Regions from separate parts of the Gossypium hirsutum genome. Here region 2 is linked to region 1. A link is a contact called in public Hi-C data. All regions are on one chromosome and are shown on one strand. The core of a region is the stretch at or near the end of the contact, and the rest is flanking DNA. Distances in the headings are between cores, read along the strand shown.

Evidence for each region. A called contact is a pair of places that touch in the nucleus more often than the background predicts.
Region 2: a Hi-C map of leaf shows a contact between it and region 1, with 4 times the contacts expected there. The contact joins the enhancer-like site here to the promoter of LOC107945094 in region 1. A contact is called at or near these places in 19 of 34 Hi-C or Micro-C datasets (anther, callus, cotyledon and 4 more).

Annotation. Positions count from the first base shown.
Region 1 is chrD12:5,625,316-5,627,971 of Gossypium_hirsutum_v2.1, reverse strand. It overlaps LOC107945094 (protein ALTERED PHOSPHATE STARVATION RESPONSE 1), which reads left to right and starts at 1,335. Exons shown (of 7, transcript XR_005922265.1): 1 at 1,335-2,656.
Region 2 is chrD12:5,674,044-5,676,699 of Gossypium_hirsutum_v2.1, reverse strand. No RefSeq gene overlaps it. Among protein-coding and RNA genes, the nearest start is that of LOC107945096, 23 kb to the left of the region's middle. Within about 2 kb of position 1,354, at least 1 of the 9 cell types and tissues checked has an H3K27ac peak or open chromatin away from gene starts, as enhancers often do. A contact at or near this core is called in leaf, where this site is marked.

The DNA of each region.
Region 1 (2,656 bases), core at 86-2,585:
TGACTATCACCCCATAAATTTGCTTTCAGGGTTGGAGCATAGTTGGGCCATTAGATTTTTCAAGTACATTGCACATTAGGCCATTAAAATATGGATGACTATTAGCCTTTAGATTTGCGTTTGAGATCAGAGCATAACTAGATCACTATATATGGATGACTATCGTCTAGAATATCTTGCACGGACCCAAATTGTCATTTCAACCTGTCAGGGTGCTATTACTCCAATGTAGACACAAATGATAGGCATCCATGTCTTGAAGAATGCATATTGCTTGAAAGTTGTCCTGGGTATAATCACAAACACCGCGTTGTCTAGGTATGGCATCCATATAACACATCAAAGATATACAAATACTAGTACATTCCTTAACAAGAATAATGAATTACATTATTTAACAAGAATAATGGATTATATTGAATGTAAATACATCATCAACACAACTTTTCACTGACTCGTTGATTGATTTCTTGTCTATATAATATGTATGATCCAAGTGACCCTAAATTTATTAAAAGGTTCAATGAAATATAGAATTATAAATATAGATAATTGAATACATTTTAAGATATTATATACTATTATATTTTTACCTTCTATTAGGAGGGAACTCTTACGATTGAGAATGGATGGATGTTAACCACGACACCCGTAACCATGCTAATGTTTGTGGAAGCAGACAACAATTATTTATTTTGTTAATCGATTCTCAAGTTGCCCTACATAGCGCCTTATATAGATATGCTAGAGTCGCCAAATCCTATGTTTTTTATTATTATCTAGCTACCGTTTTAACCAAATGTTGATCACATTTTCTGAAGACAAAATCAAGATAGAATATGGATTTTTCTCAAATATTAACCATCTATTGTCAATTCTTAGTTTAAAAAAAATTTGTCAATTCTTTGAATGTCTGTTTTCTTAAAGCAAAATCAATTCTTTGAATGTGTTTTTAAAAGAAAATCAAATTGTTTAGTACGTTTTCTTGACTATATTGGATATATATAATATTATCTAAGATCATGAAAAATAAGAAACATTTTTAGGTGGAGGAGTTCATGAAGGGATGAGCGGCGAACCTCATTAATCGACCCATTAACATTTTATATTTTAAGTATACTATAATATAAATTTAAATTAAAAAATTAAAAAATTAAAAAATAAACTAATTAAATTCTTAAAAATAAAAATAATTCTAAAATTTTAAAGAACGAGGGATTTTAACCTATTAAATAATGATGGTTGTACATTTATTATTTTTAAAAAATAAAAAGGGTATTTATGGAAGAGTAAAGGTGTTAAAAGGAATAACGTCATGATTTCAAAGCGATAGGAGGCGTCAAAGTTTCTGTCAAACCAAACAACATTTCTCAGTTTTTCTTTCCCTTTCTCTCAGCTCTCAAAAATAGAAAACCCCCTTTTCTTTTTAGAACCAAATGAAATTTACTTACAGTGTTCTAAAAAGTTAAAATTTTTTTATTGAAATTTAATTTCTAATACTACCACCGAACGCACAAAGCAAAAGCACTGTTAGCGTTGGTGTTGGAGAAGAGTTGTTTCTCTCTCTTCTTTCTACTTTCTGCTACAACACGACGACACACTTCGTGCTGGCAAAGATTCCTTCATTCTCTTCCTTCCTTTCTCCTACCCTAAAATTTTCCCCACCAACATTCACTCTTAACATGTTTTCTGTTTTCTTCATCTAAAAACCACTTCCTTTTTTCTTCAATTATTAGGAGGGGTTATTATGGGATGTTCTAGTTCAAAGTTAGATGATCTTCCGGCAGTTGCTCTTTGCCGGGAAAGATGTGCCTTTTTAGACGAAGCGATTCGACAGCGTTTTGCTCTAGCCGAAGCTCATGTTGCTTACACTGCGTCTTTGAAGTCAATTGGTCAGTCTTTGAATAATTTCGTGGGGCATGATTTTGGAACTTCTTCAGGGGCGCTACCTCCTTCTCCTCCGTCGCCCAATAAACTTAAAAGCAAAGCCGTTGATCCAATTGCCGTTGGCCCAAGTTCTCCCAAGAAGGGTCATCACCATTCCCATTCCAATTCTGGTTCTCATCTTCACTTCCATTCCGATTCGGATGAAGATGACTCCGGCGGCTCTTTGCACCATTCAGACCATTCTTCGCCTTTGCACGACGATGGTGGGGGTCATATAGAGTATATGCACCCAAACTATCCTAATTATGGACCTCTTGAATCTGGGTCTTTTCCCGGCGGCTTTATGCATATGAATTTTATGAGGAAGCAACCAACACCGTCGATTGTTTATGAACAAAGGCCTATGAATCCGGAGACTGTTTATATGGGTGAATCTTCATCTTCTTCTTATTATCCTCACTCTTATATGAGTAACAATAATCCTAGTTCTAGTTCATACCCTTATCAAGGTTACCCCAATTACGGTGGTTTTAGTAATTATTCTTCTTATTCGGCGCCTGGTTATGAGTCTTCACTGCAACCGGCGGCGGGGTCATCCTCGAAACCACCACCGCCTCCACCTTCGCCTCCGAGAGCTTCAGCTTGGGATTTCTTGAACCCTTTCGAGAGCTATGAAAGCTATTATCCTCCGTTTACACCGGCTAGGAATTCAAGAGAAGTTAGAGAAGAGGAAGGGATCCCTGAGTTGGAAGATGAGGATTATCAACAT
Region 2 (2,656 bases), core at 105-2,604, 49 kb before region 1:
TTGGGTTACTTTGATACCAGTATAGAGTCTCTTACCATTCGTTTTATTGGAGAAGTGTTTTTTTTTCTTTTTGGGTTTTACAAATTTATAGATGCGGAATGCCTTTGTTTTAAAAGTTGAAAGATCTAGTTAGGAAGTTTGAGAATCAAATTGATTGAATTTGTAAATGTGAATGGTTAAATTTATTGAATTATTTAAAATTAGGATAAAATTGATAGAATATATAAGTATTAAGGATTAAATTGTTATTATACTAGGTAGAAAAAGACTTTCTATTATCAATTCAACGGTGGTGACCAAAATAGGAATGAATTCAAACATTAGTGCCTAAATCGAAAAATTTTAAAGTTGAGTAACCAAAATAGGAATGCGAATATAGTTCGGTGACCATTTATATAGTTTACCCTAATACTTTTAAACTCAATTTAAAAAAAAAACTAAAAATTAATTGAAAATACAAGTTTTATTTTTTAGAATTAAAATCTGAGTTATATTTTGAAATCATAGTGAAATAAAACCAAAAAGGAAAGTTTGTAATCTTTTATAAGATTGTCAAATTAAGGGGACTCACCTTATTGGTTTGATCTCGTGAATCACCATTTAAATGCATTTTTTCTGCTGCTGCTTTTGCCATCTTAAATCAATTACACGTTCAATTTCCTATGACTGTATATTCAAACCTTGCAATCCTTTTATGGCAGGCTAAAAAATGTACCAAATTCAAAGGTTTTCCCTTTTCTTTTCTCAAATGGATTCACTTGTTTGAATCGAATAATAAAAAAATCCGATCGGATTTCAAACCAACCAAATTAAAAAACATATTAGATTATGTTATACTCACAATTTAGATAAAAAGAATCTAAAAAATAATGTAGGTTCTCTATCATATGTATATTTTTCTAGATTTATATAGCAATATAAAAAACATAAACACTTTATTTTCTAAAAATAAAATTTTAATTATTTCACAACTTAGTTGAAATTTAATTGATGAATCACGATTAATTTAATCAAATATTTAAATAATAATATTGAATTTAAATTTTATATTTTTTTAATAAAAGTAACATTTTAAAACTGATTTTTATCGAATTAATTCAAAATCTTTTCCGTAATTAACTAATTCCAATCGGTGTCTTCGAACATGATCTATAAGTCCATAACATCGGAACATTTAAATTTACTCTGTATTGGCGTATCACAGATTTTGTTATGGGATAATTCCATATTTGCCCCCTGTACTTTACCATAATTTTCAATGTGGTACTAATAGTTTTCAAATGTTCAATGTGCTCCCTGTACTTTTCTCCCTTCTTTTTATCTGGTACCTGATTTCAACGGTATTATGTCTGACATGTTAGGGCACGTGGACCACTCTTTTCACGCCACATGCTGAATTTATGTAGAAAAAATGACAAGTCAACTCAAGGGACTTTGAAACAGTTTTACCATTTTTTTCTTTTCTAAGGCAAACAATAAAAGAAAAACGTTTTTAAATTAAAAAACCCATTAGATATCTTGAACAGAAAACCATCCCACGATTTAATAACAAAAAAGGAAAAGAAAAGAAAGAAACTTAGGGTTTCATGGCTGTGGGGTTAGAGAGATCATTTTAAAAATCTGATCGATGAAAGATGGATTGATGAGAAGAAGCTACTGCTACCGTTCCATTTGTAAGATGAACCGAAAAAAAAAATCCAAATCCGAGTTTAAGTTCAAGAAAAAAAAAACCCAAGATCAATGAGGAGATGGCTCTGGATGAACATTTTTGTAACGACCCGATTTTCAGTAGTACTAAAAAATACGGTTTTGAAATCCTATTTTCGTAAATTAAATCTGTAAATATTAAAGATTGATCCAACAATTTTATCAAATTAATAGTTAATTAAGGCCTAAAAACTAAATTGTAAAAGTCTAACCGTTATAGATTTCTAATTAACAAAAGGCTTGAGGACTTAAATTGTAATTAGCAAAAGGTCTAACATGGTAATTAAACCATTTTAAAGTTGAATTTAGTGGACGGTGATGTCAAAATGCAGTGAGAATGATTAAAGTTAGATTAAATTAATTCAACCATGTTTATGTTAATTAAACATTAATTAAACCATATAAGTTAAATTAGTGGCTGAAAAGTCATCTTCTTCTACCATTTCATCTCTTTGTCGTCCATTGAGGTGTGAAAAACCTAGAGAAACAGGCTTGACATTCAGCCAATATTTAGGTATGAAATTTAAGTCTTTTTCTTGTAAGTTTTATAGATTTGAGGTCATGGGAGCTTGATTTAGCTAGTCTATATACCAATTTGTAAAACTGTTAAAGTTTTAGAAAGTTTCCATTGTTGATTTATTTAAGAATTAGGCTTGAAATTGATAAATTTTAAGCTTAGTTTATGAAAAGGACTATATTGTAAAGTTAATTGAACTTGTTTATTAACTTTGTTACATTAGGGAATAAATGTGAAACTTGCCATGAATTATGTTAGAAATAGAAAGTATAAGGTCCTTGATGAGACTATATGAAATCGTATTTTAATTTGAATCTAGGAATTAAAATTATGACTATCCCGAGTTCAGAGACTAAATTGAATAAAATATAAAATTTTAGGGATATATAAAAATTGAGTTCATATAGGTTCACTCATATCATGGCATAATAT